2 separate regions of the Triticum aestivum genome follow, and region 1 is linked to region 2. Evidence: chromatin contacts called from public Hi-C data. All regions are on one chromosome and are shown on one strand. The core of a region is the stretch at or near the end of the contact, and the rest is flanking DNA. Distances in the headings are between cores, read along the strand shown. Region 1 holds the start of LOC123159746 (transcription factor BHLH3). Region 2 overlaps LOC123160759 (a long non-coding RNA gene).

Region 1 (5,260 bases), core at 1,543-4,042, 200 kb before region 2:
GGACGTCGCCGACGAGTGCGCCTACTGGGCGGAGAGGACGGCAAGGCGCCGCGTGGAGCGGGCTGACCGGCGTCAGCGGAAGGCATTGGCGAACGAGCAGTGCGACATAGTTTCAGCAGGTGGGCGGTCGTTCTTCACCGCGAATGACGAACGTTGGGACGACATATGGATCTCAACCTCGAACGACACCGACGAGGATGATGATGGTGATGGTAGCGACTTGGAGTAGTTTCTATCTATGTATGCTATAGTAGTTTCTATCTATCTATCTATGTATGTCGAACTATCTATTATCCATGTAAAATATCTTGTGTCGTTTTTTTTTATCTATGCAAAAAATATATTTAGAATGAGCGTGCGCGCTGCATTTTTACCGCGCCTGCTGGAGCAAACGCTGCGCGCCGCGCCAAACCAGGCGATGGGCGCGCGCCAAATCAGTTTTTAGCGCGCGGAGTTGCTCTGATTTAGTGCGAAACATTGTCCAGTGTCAAGCAACAGGGATCCCTCCCTCCAGGTGCTGAAATCATTTCCCTCATCTTACACACATAGGGAGAGGGGATTTTTTTTTCGGAGAGAAGCTATTTTTCTCCATCCATCCAGCACGTCTTCATCACCATCGTCATTGGAAAACAAAACTGGGGAGAGACTTTCCTTTCCCATGCCCATGCAACGTCCCAATCGGCCAGCCATCCATCCATGTCCTCTTCTTCAGCGGCAGCATCATCGCCATCACCGGTGAGGTTGTGAGCAATGCAAAGCAAGCAAGCAAGCAACGGCGTTCTGCTGCTGCATGATTCATCAGCACAGTATGCATCCGCTGGTGCCCGCCCGGCATCGCCGATGTCAACCAACAGGAGCAACACGGCCGGTGAAACACTAAACAACGGCCGGAAAAGCGCAGGAGCGAGGGGATCATCGCCCTCACCAATCATTCACCGGAAAGGCGCCCGCCCGCCGATCTTCGTTGCTAACAGGAGAGAATTTTGATCACGGCGACGGACATGGTTATCAATCATCTGCGAAAAAGGCTTCTCCCCCCACCCACCCCGAATCTTTGCCCAACCCCTTTTCGCTACTGCTGGCTGCTCGTACTAGTGCTAACTGCTAATTCTACTCACTGCTACACCTACTTCTACTTCTACTTTATTATCCTTCCTCCTCCTCCTCCTGCTGCTGCTGCTGGTCATGGCGGTCATGGACTCATGGTGGTGCTGGTGCTGGTGCTGGTGCTTCCTCACAAGCAGCCGCCCCCGTAGCCGGCGTTCTTGAACAGCTCCTGCTTGATGGCGTCCGCGCTGATCATCTCCCTCTGCATCTGCGCCCAGAAACGACCCGAAATCAGCTGGGATTAGTGACTGAACTGACGATGCGGCTCAAAAAAGAAGAAGAATCCATCCATCCATGTTTGCTGGTGAGCTGACGAATCCATGGATGCACGGAAGCATCGTTGGTTACCTCGGAGCAGGAGGCGTGCATGGCGAAGTCGTTGAAGCAGCTGACGACGCACTGCTGGATGTCGAGGCCGAGGGTGTCGAGCGTGCCCACCGTCGACAGCAGCAGCCCCGGCTTGGCCGCGCAGTAGACCTCCACCCGGGTGTCGCCCTCCTCCTTGCGCTCCACCTCGAACTGCAACAACACCTCTCCGTCAGTCTCCCAGTCAGCAATGGCGCTCTGCTCCATTGGCGAGGGCAGCGGGCGGGCGGCCTGGAACTAGAAGATTGCTGACCTTGGGGGTGTTCCGGGCGAGCATCTCGTTGGGGTTGAGCTCCCGGAACACGCTCAGCAGCGGCGCCGCCGGCCCGGGATGCTGGTGCGGACACGCCTCCTCCATCTCCTCCTGCAGCCGCCGGATCCTCTCCAGCAGCTCCTTCATGTAGTCGATGGTGTCCCCCAGGATCGACGTCCTGTCCATCTACACGCCCGCCCAAAAACAAATCCCCACCAAGAACGCACATTCAGTTTGATTTACCCCCAAGATTAAGATTTTGACGAGGTCGATTGCAGCGGTGAAATCGGGAAGGAGGGGGCTTTTTTTCACCTTGCTGATCTTGGGCACCACGGAGCGGAGCATGGAGAGGCGGTCGTTGAGCCGCTTGCGGCGCCGGCGCTCCGCCATCAGGTTCTTGGACGGCATGCCCTCCACCCGCTTCTTCCTCGACGCCGGCCCCTGGGGCAGCGCCGCCATCGGGCCCGGGCCGAACGCGCCGCCGTCCGCCGCCGCCGCCAGCCCGGGCTCCACCTTGCAGGCGCCGAGGCCGGCCCCCTCCGCCGCCAGGGCCGCCTTGGGGTCCATCGCGGCGAGAAACCCCATCTCGCCGTACCCGCCGCCGACGGCATTGGGGAAGGGGCCGCCGCCGTAGACCTCGCTGAGGCAGTCGAACCCCCCAGAAGCCACCGCCGCCGCCTGCTGATGCTGATGCTGGTGCTGCTGCGGGTGCGGCTGCTCGAAGGAGGCGGTGAAGGTGGGCAGCACGCTGACGGTGGGCTGGTGCCGCTCCTGGAAGCAGTCCATGGCGCCGCCGCCGCCGCCGCCGGCCCCGCAGGCCGGCGAGAAGAAGTCCCCCATGGCATTGCACTCCCACGCCGCCGTGGCGTCCCTCCTCAGCGAGAAGAGCTCCTCCAAGAACGCCTGCTCGTCCAGCTCCATTGCCCCTCTTCCCCCCTCCTCCTCCACTTCCTTCTTGGCCTCCCCTTCTGACAAAGATGGAGACGGGAGAGAGTGATGTGTCTCTGTGTGAGAGAGGGGGGGATGGGAGGAAGGATGATGATGGTATTGTGTTGGTGTCCATGGTGAGTGGGGATTAATATACTCCCTGGTAATGAACGGTGAGCAGTGGCATTAAGGTAGGCTGAAGGGTTCCATTAGGGAGATCATGCATGCATGCATGGAGCATAGGGATGTGATTGGATTGGGAAGGAATCATGCCTTTCCATCCCTCTGGGCTTAACCTAATCAAATGTAACGCGAGCGGCTCCCAATCAACCCAGGTTTTGTACTCTTGCGGCTTGTGAGCTAGCAGTACTACTAGTACTAGTACTAGCACTAGTCTAGGGGTGAGAAAGATAAGATAACAGTGGCCAGGGGAATCAGGGAGGGAGTACTCCGGCCTCTCTCTCTTTTCTTTTCTTTTCTCGTGTGTAATGGCCTCCCGCCACACTCATGTGCAGGGAGGGAATCGGCAGAAAGCGTGACAGGAGACGGATGGATAGATATGATGCGTCCATCTGTTGGACATAATAAAGGCCGGGCATCATTGCGCTGAAGAAAAATTGTGGCCAGGTGCTGCGTCTGTGTGTGTGTGTGGGGGGGGGGGGGGGGGGGGGGGTTTATTCCTGAAAGAATGCAATGCAAAGTACTACGCCATCAACACATGCTGCATAGGTGATTGTGTGATCTTGGTGTGAGCAGCCAAGCAGCCGTTGTGTAATAGCCATGTCGCTTGTTATCCTAAACTGTGATTGATTACCTCGTGGTGTACGGCACAGGTGAAGCTGCCGATACTATAACTTTTACGAATGTTATGTATGTTATTCCGAGTGGGGTTAGTGGTAACTAGGAGGCAACGGGAAGGGTCCAAAACCGTCTTTCTGGGGCGGTCATCGCGCTTGCAGCGGTCAGGCACAGACTTTTACCCATCCGTCCCCATTGAAAAGGGCGGGTTCCAAGTTAACTCACCTCACAGCTCCGTGAGGCTAGTCATAGTGGGAGTAATTTAGGTAGTAACATAACGCATTTCAAAAAAAATTTGCTTACGTGGCAAGTAGTTAATGAGAGTTGGTAACATAATATGTTACTGTAACATAGTGCTTCCCGAGACAAGACGAGGCTACAAGTTATTGAATGAAGACATCCATCATACTATTATTATGTTATTTTGAATTATGAAGATGATAACTTAGATTAGACACTAGTCTAAGTTACTCCCCACTATGACCAGCCTGAGTTGTGGCCTCCCCTAAAACTAGAATAATGTAAACTACGAACCTCCATCCCCCCTCATTGTCAGACCAATTCTATCTACACAACTATACTAGTACTAGAAAATAAAATCCTATGACCACACCAGTTGATTTCATCAAATTATATTACTTGTTCTGAGCTAGTCTACACTCACGGCCCGTGTGGAGCGTGGCGAGGTTTGACCCACCGTGCCGTGCGTGTCTGCCTCGCCTTTGCGGGGGAGGAGTGAGGAGCAGCGACTGTGTCAGGGCTCCCCTGCTCACCGACGCGATGGGCCCATGCGCGAGGCAACTCTGCGGCGTGGCCCCCCCGCCGGTGAGCCCCCCACGTGTCCTACGTCGCCGCAGGGCCCCCCCTCCGCTCTGGTCATCCGTGTGATTCTGTGGGTGAGATGGCGCGTCGCGGCCGTGGGCTCGGCCTGCCACCTCGGCTCATGGGCCAAAGGTGATTATTTCCAAGACTGGTTGTGTATCGCTGAATTGAAGTGGGCTCCTGTGATAACCAACTAGCTGCTGTACTTAGAGCATCTACAGCCAGACTTAGCAAATCCGGCCTCTCAAACACCTGCTGGTATGTCCGTGGACACTGATCGGGCATCTCTTAAATGTTGCGCCGTACATCCATATACCGCAAATTCCGATCCTCGAATCCATGCTATTAATGCATGTGGGTCGATCAAACGATACAAATTGTCCGAATTTCAAAGTTCAAAACAAAGCAAATCATAGTTCAACAAAACCAGACATGCCAAAATGAAATCAATGTTCGAGCGTGTGACGGATGGCCTTGGATCACAGGCATCTGCATGAGCGGAAAGCTCTCCGGAATGGCCCGGCCGGCCGGCGAATCCTCCTCTGTTCCAATGGGGTCGGACGGCGTAATCCGCGTCGGCGCTCGAAGGGAAGGGGTGCGGGGATCCGGATGCGGCGGAGGAGACAACTGCTCCACCATGTCTGAACCTCCCTGCGACGCCGCCGACTCCTCCCTCTCTTGCTGCCGGCGTCGCCACAACTTTCGGGCGACGTTCTCCACCTTGCAAGTCGCAGCCGACGAATTGACCGCGCCGACGGATGAGGCGGACTGCGTCTTCGCTGTGGCGGTGTGGGTTGGGCTGGACGAAATCTCCGACGGTGGATCAGGACCGGTGGTGAGGATTGGGAGTAAGGGTGGAGGACGGCGAGGGTCCGGCCGCGGGAAAGGTCGGAGGGCGGCGGCGGAGGAGGAAGGGTTTGGTGAATTTAGTGCAATTTTGAGTGGGGTCGGGCTGTCGGGTCCGACGTGGCGTGCGTGCCGGGGCGC
Region 2 (5,866 bases), core at 3,094-5,593:
TAAATACTTCCTTCATCCGGAAATACTTGTCGGTGAAATGGATGTATCTAGACATATTTTAGTTTTAGATATATCCAATTTTATCTATTCGTGCGACAAGTATTTCCGGACGAAGGGAGTACACCTTTTGTTTGTCACCTCTGTGTGCAGCTCAATGCATGTCATAAGGGAAGGAAGTCGCTGCGTGGCGTCGGGCTAGATGAAATCACGCCTGGCTGGCCGGAGGATAGAGGTAGAAAAGGGCTGGAGGTTGAAGATGAGCACGAACTCAATCGCCCCCTTGGATTTCAGTTGGGCGGCTCACGGGCGGACGTAGTACGTCCGTACCTACATGCATGCCGATTGTACGACCGTCATCGTCGAGCTGCTTGCATGCATGCAGTACAATTGCATGGCTCCACATACATTGATCATACACACATGGCGGTGCGTTTTGCATGTACCTTCGCTTGGCATGGCAGTTGGCATGACCAGCCCTAGCTAGATGACAAAGCTTCCCTCGGGAAACGCGACGCCTACGACGGTCTGTGGACCTAGGCCTGTGGTGCCCAACGAGACAGGCTCGGACCGGAGCATGCACGCAGAGCGAGAGGGAAGCTACGTTGCACCGATACGTCCAAAACCTGTGTATCCCCGTCCTGTACGTCGCCAATACGCCGATACGGCTGATACGGCCGCGATACGCGTATCGCCGAAGTATCTCTTTTTCGATTTAAAAAAAAAGAAAAAAAAGGCCGATACGCGCTGTACAGAGTCCACGACACGGCTGGGATACGCCAGCCCAGTAGAAAGCCCAGTACTAACCCTAACCTATGCCCTGCCCGCGTCACTCTGTTCGCACGCGCACGACAGGGGAGAGGAGGGCAAGCTGGCCGCCGCCGGCGGCGGCTGGAGTCGCTCGCCGCTGGAATCGTCGCCTCCGGCGGCTCTGCCCTGTTGACTCCCCTCGCCGCCGGCTGGAACAAGCTAGCCGCCGCTTGCCTCTTGTACCAAGCAAGTAGATCCGCCGGCTGGAATCAGTGCTTGCCTGCTTTAGTTGATCCATCATTCAACTTTTTGTCTTCATAAATCATTAGTGGTTGCTACTTGCTAGTTGCTCCTACCCGTTAGTTGTTACGAATGGGGCTATGTTTGGGCGTCTGCAGGGACATGGAGTGGTTGCTAGTTGCTAGTACTTGTAGATTACTTGATCTGTTTTGCATACACCATGAGGAGTTGAGGACCTGGATGATCATTCAAGACTAGAAAAGAAAAGAGGCATGGAGGCAATGAGTCAACCAATGGGGTGGTATTTTGATCTCATCTCAGAAATTTTATTATGTTTGTTTTTATTACATGTCATTTTATTAATTATTTATATATACCCGCCGTATCGTGTGTTGTTGTTTCTAGAAATTGCCGTATCCCGTATCGCCGTACTCGTATCGTCGTATCGGTGTCGCCGTATCGGTGCAACGTAGGAGGGAAGCATACAAAGCTAAGGATGGACCTCACACAGATTATACGTACATACACGCACAGAAACTAGGTGTATTAGGTAGGTTATAAGCAGTTGGGCTTGGCTTAGCAGGAATGTTTCATGTGCTGCCTGACTGCGTCGCCCCTTCACTTCACTGCACTGCACTGCATGCACGAGCTAGCGAGCTAGGGCACATGCACGGCCAAAGCCGGCCCTGGAGATGCATAGCTGAGCGAGGTGAACATGACCCAAGCATGCAACAACGCAAGGCAAGCAGAGGAAAAAAACTATCCATCCCACTATCGCTCTCAGATTTATTACTGCACTGCATACATGGCCTGCCAACCCGTGACAGACATATATATCTGTGTGTTACAGCCGATCGATAGACCAAACATGAGACATATGTGCATGCATGCATGTACGTAACACCCACCGTAGATGTGGTTGTGGACCAACTAGGCACCTAGCTAGCAACCTAGGAGGATGCATCTTATTTTGCTTTCTCAATCAAAATCTAAAAAGGAGGATTCACAATCCCTCTCTCGGCTACTCCCATTCCCCATCTCCGTGCATGTGTTTGTCTGACGGCGTCGGTCCGTGAGATCTGTTCCGTGCGTGGTTCACTTCAATCATGGAGGCAGACGCGAGCGCTGCTCCGGCGGCATGGGACACGTGACACATGGACCAAAGCAACCCACTGTCACCGTCATGCACCATCTCAAACGGGATCCTCATCGGCCGGACAGCATTACATGCATGCTAGTAATCGTATTTTTTTAGATGTTACCACTTAATCATATCACAAGATGTGTGCAAAAGAAATTATTACAAAGTTTTACATGATGCGCAAAAAGTTTGTTGCTCCAAATCCAAAACGAGACTGAGCTAATTAATTCACCCTTTTCTCTCTTGATCTGCTTATTACAAACTTCTCTACTTCCTCCTTCAACAAAACCATAATCGAGGCCTATGTTGCATCGGAACTTATAGTACACTTGATTCATTCTAATTATGATTAAGGGTGTGCGATATTTTTCATCCTGTTGCAGTGTACGGGCTCTTTTGCTAGTCAATACCTACAACACAAATCGCCATTGTTTGAATGATCATGAAACATATTTTCACATTTTATTTATTTGGTATTATAGGTATTGATACAATTTTCTATAAACTTGATCAAGCATACGCTCAGACACACTACTCCCTAACTCAGACATATATACTACTCCCTAGGTCTATGCATGTTGCAGTGTGGCTCCATGCATGTCACGTACGCTCAGACATTTTTCACCCTGTTGCAGTGTACGGGCTCCATGCATGTCACGTACGCTCAGACATACTACTCCCTAGCTCTACCACGTGCTATGCATGAAGGCGGTAGTTTGGCCCTGAAGATGGCTGGCAGCAGCCAGCCTGACGTTGGATGCGGACGGATGGACGGACGTGCATGCCGTCGTGTTTCGCCGTCCACACATACTGACAATACATCACACATTGCATGCATCATGAGAAAGGAAAGAGAAACGGAGGGAGAGTTCGGCTTGGCAGGACCAGCTGGGCAGGAAGGAGGACAAGCGCAAGACGCCACGGCTTCCTCGGGAAACGGGATGCAATGGACCGAGGGAGAGAGGTAGAGGGTCCATGAGCAAATGCACAGAGAGAGAGAGAGAGAGGGAGGGAGGGAGCCAGGACATCAAATGAACTATAGGTAGGTTGCTGGTGAATGATGAACGCATCAACCGCCATTTTAGGCCCCCACGAAATAGACAAAAGAAAAAGAGCAAACGAACCACAGCAGAGCGAAGAAACAAGTCTCCGATTTACTGCATACACACTACACGGCCTGCCAACCTGTGACATCTATCCTATACTAGACCAAACATATGTGCATGCATGTACTCCCTCTTTCTAGAGGTTTGAAATGGACTACAACATATAAATATATACAGAAATATTTTAGAGCATAGATTCATTCATTTTGTTCCTTATGTAGTCTCTTGTTAAAATCTTTAAAAAAACTTATATTTAGAAACGGAGGGAGTACATAACACCCACCGGTGGCAAACATTTCACCCTAGCTACAGGTCGCTAGACACCCGGCGAGCCACTTAGCCAGCCAGGAGAATGCATCTTTATTTTGCTACGTGTGTTGCGTAACTTCTCAATCAAAATATAGAGATGGCTCCCAAAAAGAAAAATGAAGATACCATGCATCCACGCATGCGTGCATCCCATCCACATCGTAACACGTTATTTGGGACGTGGCTTAATGGAGTAGACATACACATGGCTAAACATATTTCGATATGGATGTGTGCTTTATTACGGGCTAATATGGAACACTAGAAATGATATGATTTTTAATACTACATCATTCACCAATTTTTTTTGCAGGTTATCTATAGAGGTACAGTCTGGATGCGTATGTGGTCGTTACTCACTCATGCGAACTACATGGGGCCTAAGGTTATTGGGTGCAACCGCTGGGACACAGTAGCACGGGCTATCTTCAGCCGATTTGGATGACGAGTTAATAATAGGCTAGGTGTGTAGGCATCGTAGCATGTTCTTTATCGCCGGATGTGGCGCTTTATTATCAGATGTGGCGCTTTACATACTTATTTTCTCCTTCTTTGTTCGGATTTTGAGCTTATTTAGATGTTAAGACTGTGTTTTGATTTTTAATAATATGGTTACATGCATCGACCGATGCAGAGGCAGGAGGCATTCCTCCTTAAAAAATATCCCCATCGCAGTGCCTGTGTGTTTCTCCGACGACGTCCGTCCGTGAGAGCTCGGTCGAGGATCTGTTCCGTGCGTGGGGGTGGGGCCGGTGCCTCAATCATGCACGGAAGAGATCGGCAGGCGCGACCCTCTTCTGTCTTCTCCTCTTGTCAGCAACTCAGAATCGTCTCGTGCCCGTCTCGTGCACCATCCATGCTCGATCGCCCCAGCACAGCACAGCACATGCACTCATGCAGCACTTAGCAACTCCGACGCGTGAACGAATCGTGAATTTTGTCCGCTATCTATCCGTTTGAACAAGCCAATGTGTCCAACAGTGACCGACACATTTGTCCGTGTGAACTTTGTAAAATAAGCTTAAAATAAAACATGCACACAAATTAAACATTAAAATCTCTGTGTGTGAAAGAATTACTGCTGCAAATCTAAAGCGACACGAACAAATCTCTGTGTGCGTGTGTGGAAACTTCTCTTTCTTCTTCTAGCTAGAACACGATCGAGCCCAATGACGCAAGAAACAACTACAAGCTCAGTTTTACCGGCCCGTTCGTAAATGCATGCGACTGAAAAATCTGAACGTCAACACAGCCGGGACATAACTACTCTACTTTACCCCACCAAAATGCCAGGGGCAGCAGATGCTAGGCACAAGGCTGGAAATAGCATGACACGGGAAATAGCATGACAACCGCACATTTGTTTCGAATCAAAATATCAAATCAATCAGCCAGAAAGGAAGTCCAGTTCAATGAAGAGATGCCTACGGAGCAAGAAACAACAACAGGTTCAGGTTCAAACGCAACAACAGATATTCTCCACCAGAAGACGGAAGTACCAGACCAGAATCCCCCGGCACCGCACCGCACCGGGTTATGACTAGGACACTACACTTTGTTTGGCCGCTGCTCTATTCCAGACTAGCTCACACCACATATGATTTCACCCATCCTTTATGCTTAGGGCATCTCCAACACCGACACCTAAACTGGACACCGTATTTGTCCACGAACAGAGGGAGCAGTCTGTGAAAACGAACGCAGGAGCCGGTCATCCAACACAATCCGTCTAATTTGCATACAACAAAGTATTAAGAGCACATCTAATAACACATAAGTTCGTCAACTACATATGAAAAACATGACCCATTTGTTAGTCAACTACAGCTTGAATTGGCTTCTTTTTCAGATTAGCCTGCACGAAATAGACTCATCAATCTGTTAAAAAAGGACTCATTGAGGTTGTACATTTTATGTCAAATGTCAATTGCAAAAAGTACGATTGCAAGAACTAGGACCATTGATATGTGATATAGTAAGAACCTATTCGGCATCTTAGTTTCTCAAATTAACTTGGCCAAACCTTACCTCCATCCCTCTAAATTCATCACATAATAGTTGGGTGAAACTATAAGTCGCAGAATTGTACAAAAAGTTGGCACCAAATTTAATTGATAGAGCTGCAAACCATATATGTGGAACATCATTGCAGCAAACTTGCTCATAAGTTTTAATAGTATGTACCTGAAACAGATGTGCTTCTCTATAGATGAAAGCTTCTGTACAAAACAGTACCCAGATTTAAGAAGCATGGAGGCTACTTTCTGGGAAAAAAACATGAAGGAACAATTTATTATAATTACTTCTCTTTGAAGTACTGTCA

Evidence for each region. Hi-C and Micro-C count contacts between places; a contact is called where the count stands out from the background.
Region 1: a Hi-C map of leaf shows a contact between it and region 2, with 3 times the contacts expected there. The contact joins the promoter of LOC123159746 here to the enhancer-like site in region 2. A contact is called at or near these places in 2 of 5 Hi-C or Micro-C datasets (both in leaf).

What each region holds. Positions count from the first base shown.
Region 1 is chr7B:732,053,252-732,058,511 of IWGSC CS RefSeq v2.1, reverse strand. It overlaps LOC123159746 (transcription factor BHLH3), which reads right to left and starts at 2,792. Exons shown (of 5, transcript XM_044577566.1): 1 at 2,039-2,792; 2 at 1,727-1,912; 3 at 1,456-1,626; 4 at 1,241-1,315; 5 at 486-666. The coding sequence starts at 2,647. The coding sequence ends at 538. It overlaps LOC123159745 (serine/threonine-protein kinase ATR), which reads left to right. Exons shown (of 16, transcript XM_044577564.1): 16 at 3,169-3,262.
Region 2 is chr7B:731,850,883-731,856,748 of IWGSC CS RefSeq v2.1, reverse strand. It overlaps LOC123160759 (a long non-coding RNA gene), which reads right to left. Exons shown (of 6, transcript XR_006480362.1): 5 at 5,728-5,807; 6 at 4,999-5,421. Among protein-coding and RNA genes, the nearest start is that of LOC123160759, 5.1 kb to the right of the region's middle. Within about 2 kb of position 4,343, at least 6 of the 8 cell types and tissues checked have an H3K27ac peak or open chromatin away from gene starts, as enhancers often do. A contact at or near this core is called in leaf, where this site is marked.